Regions from separate parts of the Zea mays genome. Here region 2 is linked to region 1. A link is a contact called in public Hi-C data. All regions are on one chromosome and are shown on one strand. Each heading gives the region's core, a stretch centred on a gene start, on an enhancer-like site or on the middle of the called end of the contact. The rest is flanking DNA. Distances are from core to core; before and after follow the strand shown.

Region 1 (7,196 bases), core at 4,643-7,142:
TAAGTTCGTCGTTGTTCGCCAACTCCCTGTTAGTCGATTTCTAAATCGACGTACAATGAAATACATCATCGCTGCAAACTCACAAATGAAAACAAGGGAACCTTGTAGCAAAAAAAAAAAGAAGTGGACAGAATAATGAATAAGCATGTCAAATATCTCTTGAGTATCTATTTGTTCAAGTATGAATGACTTTGTACAAGTATCAAAGATTGTGAGTGGAACCAAATTAAGCAGGGCTTTGTGCATGTATGAACGACTCCAAATGACAGAACGAAGGAAGCTGGTAACACCGCCGGTGTCCTGCAAAACATGCATACTAGCCTTCATGAGATTATCATCATCAGATAGATAATGAAATTACATCAAGCACCAAAATTCTGTTGAGTACCTATTTACAGTGAACAGGGACTGAACTTGTCGTCTTGCTGGACTTTGTAACACACAGTACTCGGAAAGCAGCAAAGCACAGAAGAAAACAGCTGCATATGCCAGTAAATATCTCCATTATCTTGGATACTTACCACAACCAATACAAGAATACTTAGTACACCATTACTCCTCAACAGTAGATGTTGTTATCGTCAGAGATATTGCACATCATTTTTTTATAAAAAAAATTATGCCCTGTTGATGAGTTGTTAAAATGTATTACTATACTACATCATCAAAATGAGTAAGAATTTCCTGTAACTCCTTACATATTAATAATAGTAGTAATTAATCAGGAACAAACAAGTGGGTTATTAACGGAGACTGAACAACTCGCCAAACCTTCATAGGTGACGAAATCACAAAATGCACTCTAGACCGTATGGTAGGCGGTAGCACAAGATGCATACAATACAGGTTAAAGTCACGATTAAAGTAAGGAAATTAAAGTAAGGAAAGAGACACTGAAAAATCTTTCTGCAGCTAGATAACCAAAGTATAACATCGAGTGGCTTACAACATTTCCAATAACTTGATTGACACGGCAGGCAAGTGATGCTGAAAGCCTTAAAGTCTGGTTGCAGAATAGCAGGCAATGGGCCTAAAAGAAACAACAAGCATAGTAATTCAGCATCGATTACACGAATAAATCCAATACATGGAGCAAACGAACAGTGCAAGAATTAATAAGAAGAGCAAACTTTTGTTTACTACTTTCAAGGGAGAAGGGCCATATTCAAAAAATTTGACCAATCAAATTTGAAACGATAGTTCAAGATATAACATCGTTGAATAATCTGCAAATAGACCAATACATGCTTAATCTCTCCGACATCCCAAATAGTATTGTTGTAACGAAAAAAAAAGTCAGAACAGGCATAGTGCACATTAGTACACTAGTACTATCTAATGATGTAGTATGTGAATCATCGCCGATTAGAGATTTGCGACTTGTTTGCCGGAACGAGCGACCGACTCAAGAGGGCAACAGTTTTCCCGCACACCGGTGGGGATGCTGAAAGCTCTTGTGGATCAAAGGGGCATGATGTAGCCAAATACCAAATACATTTCTGATCAACAGAGAAAGCTCTCCCTACAGGCCTTATTTAATTGCACAGGGATCAGAGAGTATCGAGGGGATTTTAAATCTCTTTCTAGTCAAGATTTAATCAACTTCACTTCCCTTCTATCCCTTCCAAAACGAACAAGCCCGGAGTGGGCTTCAATCCACGGATGAATGGTGTCGGCGTTTCGAGACCGGGGGGGGTCCCTGGGCCGACGAGTGAGTGTCGCCGCGTGCCCCAGCCCAGATGGGTCGAGCGCGAGGGCGAGCGCGAAGGGGGGAGAGCGAGGCGGCCGGAGACCGGCGTGAGAGAGGTGGGAATCCCGCGGCCTTCGTGTTCGTCCCGCGCCTAGGTCGGGTGCGCTTGCAGTAGGGGGTTACAAGCGTCCACGCGGGAGAGGGAGCGAGCGGCCCCAAGCGAGCGCCTGTCTCGTCCTCGTCCCCGCGCGGCCAACCCTCTCTAAGAGGGTCCTGGTCCTTCCTTTTATAGGCGTAAGGAGAGGATCCAGGTGTACAATGGGAGGTGTAGCAGAGTGCTACGTGTCTAGCGGGGGAGAGCTAGCGCCCTAAGTACATGCCGTCGTGGCAGCCGGAGAGATTTTGGCACCCAGCTGGTGTGATGTCGTGGCCGTTGGAGGAGCGATGGAGCCTGGCGGAGGGACAGCTGTCGGAGCGGTTGGGTCCTTGCTGACGTCCTCTTGCTTCCGTAAGGGGCTGAGAGCCGCCGTCGTCACAGAGCATGCGGGGCACCATCATTGCCTATCTGGCGGAGCTAGCCAGATGGGACGCCGGTCTGGTTCCCTGTGGCCTGAGTCAGCTCGGGGTAGGGTGATGATGGCGCCTCTTGTTGACGTGGCTGGTCTGCGCCCTAGGTTGGGCGATGCGGAGGCTCCTCCGAAGCCGAGGTCGAGTCTGTCTTCCGTGGCCGAGGCCGAGTCCGAGCCCCTGGGTCGGGCGAGGCGGAGGTCGTCGGCTGAGGCCAGGGCGGAGTCCGAGCCCTGGGGTCGGGCGAAGCGGAGTTCGTCGTCTTCTGGGACTTAGCCCGAGTCCGAGCCCTGGGTCGGGCGGAGCGGAGTTCGCCGTCTTCCGGGACTTAGCCCGAGTCCGAGCCCTGGGTCGGGCGGAGCGGAGTTCGTCGTCTTCCGGGACTTAGCCCGAGTCCGAGCCCTGGGTCGGGCGGAGCGGAGTTCGCCGTCTTCCGGGACTTAGCCCGAGTCCGAGCCCTGGGTCGGACGGAGCGGAGTTCGCCGTCTTCCGGGACTTAGCCCGAGTCCGAGCCCTGGGTCGGGCGAAGCGGAGCTTCCTATGGTGCCTCCGGCGGGGCCTGACTGCCTGTCAGCCTCACTCTATCAAATGGCACCGCAGTCGGAGTGGCGCAGGCGGCGCTGTCCTTCTGTCAGGCCGGTCAGTGGAGCGGCGAAGTGACGGCGGTCACTTCGGCTCTGCCGGGGGGGGCGCGTCAGGATAGAGGTGTCAGGCCACCTTTACATTAAATGCTCCTGCGACTTGGTCGGTCGGTGCGGCAATTTAGTCAGGGTTGCTTCTTAGCGAAGGCAGGGCCTCGGGCGAGCCGGAAATATGTTCGCCGTTGGAGGGGGGCCTCGGGCGAGACGGAAATCCTCCGGGGTCGGCTGCCCTTGTCCGAGGCTAGGCTCGGGCGAGGCGTGATCGAGTCACTGAATGGACTGATCCCTGACTTAGTCGCACCCATCAGGCCTTTGCAGCTTTATGCTGATGGGGGTTACCAGCTGAGAATTAGGAGTCTTGAGGGTACCCCTAATCATGGTCCCCGACAAATGGGTTTGGACCCAGGCTAACCCGTTATATCCAAACGAGTTCTTTGGCTGTTTGGACGTATTTAATCATGTAAAATACAATTTTGTACTATAAAGGGTTTAAAATATTTATTTTATAAAGCAACAATTTCCCTAGTTTTCAAGGTAGCCCATTTTAAAAATAGGCCTTGCACATATTTCTATTCTAACCGGTCCAACTAGGAGAGCGCGCTGATTTTACTGGGGGGTTGCGGCTTTCCCGATCGAGAAATTTGGAATTATGTCACTATCTGCGTGATTGGTTGTCCTATATGGCCACGGTCATGCTCGCTGCGTGCGTTGACCACACGAGAGCGCATGATTGGCTTCCCGCGCGCGTATAGGTTGGGCTGCACGTACGGGTGCGATGTAGGATATTTTTTCATCCATTCGCTGCATCTAGGGGTGGGCGTTCGGGTTACCCGAATTTTTCGGGTCGGGTAATTCGGGTTTTTAAAATTTCGGGTTTTGAGAATCAATACCCGAAATTACAACGGGTTTTTCAATACCCGAAAATTCGGGTACCCGAAATATCGGGTTCGGGTTCGGGTATTCCCGAACTACCTGAACTATTGTGTTGGCTTCATAAAAACACATACACTCTATTAAATTAGTATAAAAATATAGTTTGAATAATGATATACATGGACATATAAAACACAAGCAATCTACAATCACAAGTTATGCACACTTACACATAATTATAGATGTACAAATTAATAAATAAGCATGACATGAGTACATGACACATGAAAGTTCGGGTAATTCGGGTATTTCGGGTACCCGATTGTGATACCCGAATTACCCGAAATAATTTCGGGTTTTGCAAGTTGCTACCCGAAATTCCTGAACAAAATTCGGGTTTCGGGTATTTCGGGTTCGGGTTCGGGTTTCGGGTTACGGGTTTTTTGCCCAGCCCTAGCTGCATCCGTGGAAAAGCCAGGGAGAGACGTTCCTCACCGGCTATGATGGCGCGCGCCTGATGATGGTGAGCGCGTGAACCAATCATGCTTTTATGAGAAGCAGGTTTCGTCATTTTACCATTATTTTTGGCACAAGGTTAGGCCCATTTTTCCCGATCGGCTGATGCAGGCCTTGTACGCGTGTCGTTGAACGCCTGGAGTGGCAGGTTAGGCCCATCTCGACGCCGGTGAGGAATATGCGGGACCCACGCGCTTGTCTCAGCGACGTCGGTCGACGCCGCTATGCATGGGCTCACGAGCAATGGCGATGCCAGCCGTACACAGGTACCTGGTGGTTGTATTTAATCCTCGTTTTCATTTTATGAAATGGTAAAATTAGTCTTGGCTCATGCTCGGACAAGAATGGATCTTCACGTCAAGTACATATTCATGAACTCTTTTGTATGCAAGTGAAAATATGATTGTGTATCTGTCACAACTCACAACATACTCGGGTAAAAATGTATCTTCACGTCAGATAAGAATTCGTGAACTCTACTGTGTGTCTGTATTCAAGTAAAAGTACGATTGTATGGTCGTCGCCGCTGGAGAAAATTGCCGTCATCTACCGATCTACGTCATTGCGTGCGTCCTTGGCCTGGACCGTAGTAATTGCTCAGTCTCCGTGTCGTTGCGTCTTCAGTTATTTCCACCGTTCATTGGATGCCGGCAGCACATTCATGGTTGTGGGCACAAAAGTTCAATGGCACGTTTGGTGGCGAGATTCTTCTAACACAACTTCACATTCACATCTTCATCCCACTTAACTTAAAATCTCCACCTTTTTTTACGGATTTGGTTGAACAGATCTATTATTGACTAGAGATGGAAGCCAAAGAAATTAAAATCTGAATCTGATTTCGATAAACATGAAGCGGATAGAGCTGTCTCAGACTCCCAAAAAAAATCGAACTGCGTCTAGTTTCCTCTCGATCCCGTGGGTCTCACCATCCCCGTGCGCTGGAGGACGAGAAGGCGAGGAGGAACCGCCTCGCTCTCGGTGACGGCACCCGCGCTCTGTCACGGTGCTAGCCAGTGAAGTCCGACGCCGGCAGAGGCCGATGGAGGAGCCCGGTGCGGTGGACAAGGACAAGCGACTGTGTCCCGTTAGACCAGGCGCGACCCATGTATAAATCAGTGTCTCAAATCTGTGTTTTACTATATCTATTATATTAATCAGAGTAATCAATAAATTAAATTACCAATCAGCTATTCTTCCTATCTCGAGCATAGAACCAAGACAAAGTGTGTTTGTCAAGATATATGTCTTGAGTTTTTTTATATTACCCTCTTTAAATACATTCGAAGACATAGCTTAAGACACCTATTTTACATGCCCTGAAGACACAGTTTAAGACACCAGTTTTACATGCTCTGAGTCCTCAGCGGTGGAGAGGCGATAGGGACGACAGAGATGAGGAAGATGAGATAAGGAAAATAAAATTTTGTCCTATGACAGGTGGCGTTAAGTATAAAGTGGCCTCAATTTAAAGTTGCTTCTCCAACAAGGCATTACTATGTGCTGGTGAAATATCCATGGAACGTAGTACTCTGCTAACAACCACCAACCACACATCGCTGGTCAACATAAATAACCTGACCTGTCGTCCCCATTCTTGTGATCCTGTCGTCCCCATCCCCTTGCTCCAGCGCGCGGTGTGCACAGGCAGCTAGGCTCATGGCGGCCGCTACCCCTAGTCCCCACAGCGCAAGGTACGTGTCATCCGACGCTCTGGCGTGTAATCTGTACACGAGTTGAAACTGGTTGGCCGGCGTGTGTGATCTCTACTCTGGTAGGGTCGCCGTTGTCACCGGCGGGAACAAAGGGATCGGGCTGGAGGTGTGCAGGCAGCTGGCCAGCAACGGCATCACCGTCGTCCTAACAGCCAGAGACGAGAAGCGGGGCGCCGCCGCCGTAGAGGAGCTCGCGGACGCGGGCCTCTCCGGCGTCGTTTTCCATCAGCTGGAGGTCACCGACGCCCAGAGCATTGCTAGATTGGCCGGTTTCCTGAAGGCGTGGTTTGGGAAGCTAGACATCCTGGTGAGTCCCCTTAATTTTGAATCTGTGAAAGGTTCGGTGGTGTAGGTGGCTGTGACTGTGGCTGATGAAGGAGAGCCACTGTGTCTTACTAGGTAAACAATGCCGCTATCGGTGGGGTTCAGTCACTTCCCGTTGAAAATGTTGGCGAAAAGGTGAGGTCACATGTCCCCCGATCGAAATTATGCATGCATGCTCAGATTTTTTTTTCAGATCCTATCCTAAGCCACGCTCTGATGAAACGGTTTACATGGTGGTGCGCCGTGCGCGTGGAATAATGGAACAGATCAAGGGCATGGACGCGTTTCAGATGGCGGAGCTGATGCGGAAGAGCTGCCGGGAGACAAACGACACCGCGAAGGCAGGCGTCCAGACGAACTACTACGGGGTGAAGAACGTGACCGAGGCGCTGCTGCCCCTGCTCCTGCAGGCCTCCTCCTCCGGCGGAGGAAGGGTCGTCAACGTCTCCTCCGACTTCGGGCTGCTACGCGTAAGTAAGCTGTTCCGGTATCTGATCATACCGTTTCAGATTCCGTTCCTTTCCTTCGACCAACGCCAGCAGCTGCTGCTGCTGGATCTGAAACAAAGAATGCAGTATCTCAGGAATGAGGAGGTGAAGCATGAGCTGGACGACATTGAGGGCCTGACGGAGGAGAGGCTGGACGAGCTGCTGAGCACGTTCCTCCGGGACTTCGAGGCCGGCGCGCTGAAGTCCCGCGGCTGGCCGACGGAGTTCGCCGCGTACAAGGTGGCCAAGGCCGCCCTGAACTCCTACTCGAGGGTCCTGGCGAGGCGGCACCCCGAGCTGCGCGTCAACTGCGCGCACCCGGGCTACGTCAAGACCGACATGACCAGGCAGACGGGCCTGCTGACGCCCGCGCAGGGCGCGG
Region 2 (7,495 bases), core at 1,430-3,929, 250 kb after region 1:
TACTGCTAAAGGGAGAAGACGAACCACAAATAAAGCTAGGATGTCGTCTGCTTGAAATGACCATGATGCAAATTTTCGCTTCCAATAGATGGAATTGTTAGCAGGATCACATTATAGTAGCTTGTATTTTGTCTCTGCCTTGGACTCGCATGTTATGTTTGTGTTGTATCCTTATTTTGTTGCTGCTGTTGGGAGTAACTTTCTTAATCGTTGTTTGTTGGACAGCTTTATACATATTTACATGCAGCGGCTGGAATTATATAATCCCTTTTCTAAAAAGAAATAGTGAAACTGGATACTTTAGAGCGCATGATTTCATCATTTGCCCACGTGTGCAAGGAACTGATGTACATCTTTGAAGATGTAGCAGCAACAGAAAGCAATAGCCAATCTTTTGCAAGCTGTGATTGGGCATGTTAATATGAGAGAGAGAGAGAGAGCTAAAGAAGCCAGTTAAAAAATATCATAACCTTATCATGATTCATCTACCATTTGAAATTTGTACTCACTGATACAAATTGAATAACAAAGTAGAAAAACAACATAACTTGTCTGTTCCAATACCCAACTAACTCCTCCATGATTTGAAGAAAAAATAGGAAGAACTGCCCTTTGTTTCAGTCTGATTCTTTTCCTCTTAGCATGAAACTTCGAATCCTTCTATAGAGTTTAGGATTTAGTTTTCTTGGCCATGAGAGCTGCGCCTGCAGGTCATTATACTGAGATAGGAAAACGGGCGGAATGCATGCAGATTATAAGATTTGGGTTAGTTTTTTTGCTATTTTAAAGGAAACTGGGATGGATAAAGGTAGAAGAAAGGTAAGAGCAGGCAAGAACGGACAGGTGGGGAGAAGTGAAGAATTCGGGAAGGTTCCAACTATAGATGACCAGAAAGCCCACGGCCCGATAGCCCGGCACGGAGCCCGTTATTTTGACTCGGGACTGGCACGGCCCGGCACGAGTGGAAACGGGCCGGGCCCAGCCTGGCACGAAGCGCGTGCCGTGCTCGGCAGCGGTTTCGGCCTGTTGGGCTGGCCCGGGCACGACATGACGGTAATCGGGCTTTGAAATCGGCCCGTCTACGGCGTGAGCATATTTAAAGGCCAGCCGCCAACCCGACCGCCCGAAGCCGAAAACCCTAGCGTCCATTCACCTATTTCACTTTCACTCGCGCGACGGCTTTCCAGCTCTCCCCTCTCCTCTCGCGACTGGCGGCACACCGGCCCTCCGTCTTCGGTCGCTCCTCTCGAGAACTGTATTTATATGTCAAGTTGTGATTTGTGAAGTTGTGATTATGTGAAGTTGTATTTATATGTGACAGTAGACAGTAGATTTTGTGAAGTTGTGATTTGTGATACGAGAACTGGGATTTATATGTCTGCGGGCTCGGGCTAGCCCGGTTGTGTAAATGGGCCGTGCTTACCAGGCTAGTCCGGCACGATCGTGCCTTACCGGTGCCGTGCTCGTACAGAGGGTAGAGCCCATTGGGTGGCCCGGTCCGGCCCGGCACGGATATATAGTCGGGCTTAGTCGGGCCGGGCTTAATCGGGCCCGGGTCGGACCGGGCCGTGCCGCCCGTTTGAACTTCTATAGTTCCAACTGGCCATCGTTTTCTGAATTAAAATCTGAACCTTCACTAAAAAATAAATTGCATGCAAAAGGAAATACTACATGTCTAGTATTCAAACAACTACTAGCATACTTTTAGAACCCTCGAACTAGAAACCTACGTACGATGGCCACGTCCTAGAATCAAATTTGTGTTTCGAAGTGAGGCAACGATCCCCGAACTGTCACTAGACCTTTTTTACCCCTGTACCCTTGCAGAACTTGACAAGCAAGCAATTCCTCCAGAGTCCATGGCAGGGATGGCTACCACTCTCACAAAATGGGAAAAGCATTTAGCAAGCTGGTAAATAACTCTGAAAACCGATGGGTCCCAAATTTACTCCGGTATTTTTTTTAACGATAGAACTAGAGTACTTTAATTAGAACTTGATCGCAGGTTCCAATATGCTTTGCATTGCAGCTCACAGACTGACACAGATAGCTCTGAATTCCTAAGAAGAAAATTTTTGTTTTCTGCGAAAAGTAGTCGGACCAAATGAGTTGGCCAACAACAAACCAGAAACCCATGAAAAGAAAAAGGCAAACCAACTGTCAAGGATCACAAGTGCTGAGTACCTACCTAGTACTCCCACTGTACAGCTACCAGGAAGTGCAGAGACGACGAACCAAAGCATAGAGTAGGGAGGAGGAAAGCTTCTCAGAATTCTTAGAGCAGAAACCAGTACGCCAACACCACCTTTCCATCGCAAGCCTTCCACTACACAGAGGGAGAATTAAGCAGAGCAAGTTGTACTCACTCTCGACGATGGCCAGGGCCTTGGAGTCGTCGGCCGGCGCTGGCGGCTTCTCCTGGGCGGCCGGCGGCTCGGTCGCGGGGATGACGGCCTTCTCTTCGGCGGCGTTCTCCTTCGCCGGCGCCGCCTTGGTGACCTCCACTTCCACCTCCACCTTTTTGGCCTCCTCCTCGGTCATGTTGCTGTCTGCTAGGAGAAGCTTAGCTGTTGCTGTTGAGGGGTGGGAGCTAGCTGTACCTGTGGGGCGTGCGTGCGAGCGTGGTGGCGGTGGCGCGTTTAACTGTTGGCCGTGTCTGGACTCTGGGCGAAGCTGGACGCCTGAACTGGAGAGCAGCCCGCAAAGGAAGGGAAGAGAGCGGAAGGTTTGATGTGTTTCTAAATTCTGACAGGAAGGACACGGCCTCGTATTTTTTTTTTCTGACAGGGGAGTCGGCAAGGGATGAAGGAACCCATGCGCGCGTACGTGACGGCGACCCGGGCCGGCGCATCATGGCATTGGGCCCGCCGTGGCCCGCGGGCGCAGCGCATTGGCTCCCAGCGCAATCGCCCTGTGCTGTGTGCTCAGACGAGACGAGCTGGCCCGCACCGCTGGGCGCTCGGATCCCGTGAGCGCGGAGACTCTCTGGTGGCCGTCGCACGACGCGCGTCGCCTTTCACGCCAGCAAGGCAGCAACGTTCGTTTCGTTCAACGTCGTCGTGCCCGGGGGCCCGTCCCGTGGGCACTGTTGACAGAACGACAGACCACGGGGACGTGCAGTGTATATGCAGTAGCACGCGGCCGGGCAGGTCGTCGGACGGCTCCGCAGCTTAGCCGGGCAAACGTCGAGAGACCAGACCACAGGGCTCGCTCGAACGTACCAGCGCGGCGCGCGGCGGCATAAATGCGTGGGCGGCGACGTCGCTACGAACCATCGGTGACCATATGCTTTCTGTTCCTTGCATCGTGCGTGGATATTAAAATGCCGCTCGCCATTGGGCCGTCCCTTCCGTAGTACTGTATCCTCGCCGAATCGTTGTTTCTATCTTATCGGTCGCTACTACTCGTTTAATCACCATAGGTCGCCGGCGCCGGGAGCGAACCGAAAGCCCCACACCAATGTAGCATCCCCTTAATCTCCTTCGGTTTGGACGAAACTATACATGTCCAAACGAATCGGGCCTAACGCGTAGCCCGAAGCACGGCACGGGTTAGGCCCGACCCGTATCCGGCACGGCACGGTACTCGACGGGCTCGAGCCGACCCGGTACGACACCTGAGCTGTGCTTGGACCTGAGTCGGGGCACACCGTGCTGAGCCCCAGCACGGTCCGGCACGACACCCGGGCCGTGCTTGGGCCTGAGTCGGGGCACGCCGTGCTGAGCCCGAGCACGGCCCGTTCCAGGCCCGACCAAACATCAAAATATCTCCCCCCGTCCCCGTTACCCACTGTCGCCCAACCTCCCTTGACCCTTCCAGTCTTCCACATTTCCCTCTCCTCTCTCAGTCGGCCCTCGCCCTCTCTGGATCTCCTTCGTGGACGCTCCAGTGGCTCCGTGGATCCGTGCATTGCTCTCGTCGGTTCTTTATTACTGGGAGACAAAGGGGTCTAAGGACCTATGACAAGTAAGTGTACATGCTTCATCGTGTTGTGTGAATTGTGATGGTGGTATCCATCAATCCATGGCGAATGATTGCAGCGAAGGTCCTCGGTTTTTCAGGTAGGATACAAAAATGTACTGCTAGTTTAATGGCATTTGTTTTGATTACTCGTACTGTTGGCAGGCCATCATAGGATAGCTGGCCAACTTTTCATTGTCGTTCTATGGTAGAGGGGGCCAGGGCCAGGCCTCGTTGTGTGCAACTGTCCAACAATGTGCAGGGAAAATTGACAAGAAGCCAAACATGCCTGCATGACTTGCTGGTGAGTGCGGCCACAGCAAACGAACTCCGGCTGAGTTAACAGAGTGACTGATTTCCTATTCAATTATTCCCTTCTTATTTAACACAAAGCAACGTTGGTCGCATCGCGGGGAATAACGTGGCTCGAAGGCGACGTGTGTCGTCGGTAACCCACCACCGATCCAGTCGTCGCCGTTCTACTCTGCTAATCCTTTACAACCGTGGATATTTAAGCCGTGTTTGAAAGCAAAGTATTTCAAAACCACGCCCTCTCTCCAACTTTGTCCCGGTGCCTTCTGGAGTTTTTCTTCTCGTTCCCCAGCTCTCTTCTTGCGTCCTTACGACTGCACCATGTTTAAAATGTGTGCAATTCCGTGTGCATTTTCTTTATCTTCAGGCTAGGGTTTACAGGTGGTGGAGGCCAGGGGCGGACCTAGCGGGTGGTTCATATGGGCCACAGCACACCCTAAGTTTATATAATAATAGCTAGTATAGTGGTATAAATACTATTTTTTTTGAACTTGACAGTCAAGGTTCGAGTTTTGATGATCTTTGTTTTTTTTCTTCTTTTTTTGATATTTTTTGCGTAGCAGTTGGGTCGCCACTGGTGGAGGGATGGGCGCTACGATCTGGAGGGTGATGTTCTATGAGCCAAAGTCACCTAGACGCCTGGACTTGCATTGTTCCCGGTACGGGTCGGCTCTTTATGTATTGCTGGAGATTTCTGCCAACACCAACAGCGAAGCATTCCAAACGGAAACTTTTAAGCTGTGGCCAACAATGTCACAAGTACGTTCCTGAAAGGCTGAAACGCGTACTAAACTTAACATATCATCTATTTTTTTTTTAAAAAAAAAGGACAGGTCACAATCCAGTGGTTCAGGTTGGAGCGGAAGTGAGTTTCTTCGACAAGCAGGACTTCAGACTGACATCTCTGAAGCATCAGTATTATTCACGTAACCAGCCACTCTCAGCCTCACTGTCTGTGATTGGTTTTTTGATACAGTTTTAACAACATGGAAATGACGTGGTCGCATAGTTAAGACATACATAGGGCCTGTTTGGTTCAGTTTTTTTCTGACCAGCTTTTCTGAGAATCTGGCTGTGGGGAAAATCTGGCTGTGTAGAGAATCTGAGTATCATTAGGATTGCGTACGGAGCAAGATAAAGTTGTCCATAAGGCTTAGGATCTAAAAAGCGACGAATTTCTAATATTGCAACGACTCAACCGATAATTTGTTTATGTTGATTTTGAATGGTTTTTATCCAAACGAATTTTATAGAAACTGGCTGAAAAGCTAAGCGTTTGGCAGCCCGCAGCAACTTCTAGTGGCCAGAAGCTGCAAAAAGCTAAAACAAACATGGGCATAGTCAATGTGTATGTATCTCGTGCGTGGGGTCACATGCAAGTTAAGACATGCTTTTGATGAAGTTGTAGCCGCATGCATTAGGTTGTTGAGCTGGCCTTTATATATAGGTCACGCAAGGGACTCCTTTCACGCAATCCAATCAACAAGCAACTCATTGATGACCCAAGATAGATAGAGCACGGTGGTTTCTCTATTCCTCATTTTAATCTTTGGATAATTATTTGTATTGCACCATAGTTTGAACACAATTATGAACTTTTCTTATATAATACTAGGTATATGCCCGTGCGTTGCAACGGAAGACACCTATGCATACATAGGTTATTGTTTAGTAATGTTATCAAGAATCAACTCAATAATTATAACAAATGTCGAAGTCTATCATTTGAAACAACCAAAATTTCACACAATTGACAAGCTCACACAATTGACAAGCTTCTAGTGTACATACTTGTTCTCAAGCAACAAAAAGTATATATACTCTAAATACATGAAAAAAACACATACTTAGCTCATACAGTCTTTTATACATCCTTGGATTGGAATTGCAAGACACTTCCAACAAGAGTGGATACATACTCAACACATACAATCTTTAACTTTAATAAATTAATAAAGCAATGTGCAAATACTCAAAGTTCTCATGGGACTGCATAAATAAAACAGATAGTAATTAGAGTCAAATCCTCTCTTAGTCTATTATCATGGTCTTATACCGCGTCTTGGCAACTCTTCTAGAATAAAAGGGGTAAAAATTGGTTATAACTGCATATCCAACTTCAGAGGGGGCCACTCCTGCAAAGCATTATAAAAGTGAAAGATTCTAATCGGTAATATTCTTAGAAATGATGCCAGTTCACAAATAAGGTGTGGATAATTTCAGCTACAAATTTCTACAATCTTGAAAACACAATTGTAACTAAAATACAGTTGGTCTTGAAGTAGTAACTAAATACAGTGGATATCAGCATATGTTCTTAAAAGTTCTTGTGCCACAATATGAAACATGTAGCTAGAATCAGCTTTAAGAAACTACCAGTAGTTGTACTAAGTTGTAGCTAGAATCAGGTTTAAGAAACTACCTGCAGGTTTAAGATGCTATATTTCCAATTTACTGATTTAGATGTCTCATTATTTTTTCACCCCTATGGCAGCAACAAAATGAACTAAGATAATTTTCTCCCCTGGTAATTAGACATATGAGATGCGATTGAACTAAGCTAATTTTCTCCCCTAGTAGTATAAAAGATTTACAAAAGGTTACATCCTCTCTGTGCTAACCAGCAACCAAAGTTAAGAAAGTTTGATTTCAGGCAAAACTAAAACGACGCAAGTTTTGGAAAGGATCGAGTACTTTGCACTATATGGCAAGCAAGTTTTCCTCGGTACAGTTTACAAGAATTCAAGATTGTACATAAGAGTATTTCTAGTATGCAAATTATACAAGATCAGTTCAGATGGTGATAATCAATATTACTGTTAGCAGATTTAGTTCCACGGTAACATTATTTAGAGCAGTGGCATGTTTTTGGAGCTCATAAAAAACATTCGAGCAGCACAGTACCATACCCTGCTAGAAATGACAATGGCTCATGCAACATTCGACTCAAAAGTGAGCTAATTAGCATACTGGTTCTGACTGTAATTCGACTCCTCTCCATAAGGCGAGTGTCCAAGTTTCCATTGCCAAGGCCTCAGGGTATGTTTAAATTTATTTATCTAAACTTTAGAGCTCTAAACTTTAAACAAACATTGTAATGTTAGTTATAAACTTTATTCTACCTTACATCAAAGCTTCAGAACAAAGTGAGCTAAATTTTTTTAAAGCTTTTAGAGCTCTAAACTTCAGAGAAGTGTATTATCATTTTTTTCTCTAAACATCA

What was found. A called contact is a pair of places that touch in the nucleus more often than the background predicts.
Region 2: a Hi-C map of ear shows a contact between it and region 1, with 2.0 times the contacts expected there. The contact joins the promoter of LOC100280835 here to the promoter of LOC100273052 in region 1. A contact is called at or near these places in 4 of 25 Hi-C or Micro-C datasets (bundle sheath, ear, leaf mesophyll and 1 more).

Annotation. Positions count from the first base shown.
Region 1 is chr10:135,187,858-135,195,053 of Zm-B73-REFERENCE-NAM-5.0, forward strand. It overlaps LOC100273052, which reads left to right and starts at 5,893. Exons shown (of 5, transcript NM_001360161.1): 1 at 5,893-5,981; 2 at 6,066-6,309; 3 at 6,402-6,461; 4 at 6,593-6,796; 5 at 6,902-7,196. The coding sequence starts at 5,947. It overlaps LOC100192556, which reads left to right. Exons shown (of 5, transcript NM_001137772.1): 5 at 1-232. The coding sequence ends at 44.
Region 2 is chr10:135,445,179-135,452,673 of Zm-B73-REFERENCE-NAM-5.0, forward strand. LOC100280835 (remorin) reads right to left here and starts at 2,680. Exons shown (of 5, transcript NM_001153755.2): 1 at 2,367-2,680. The coding sequence starts at 2,541.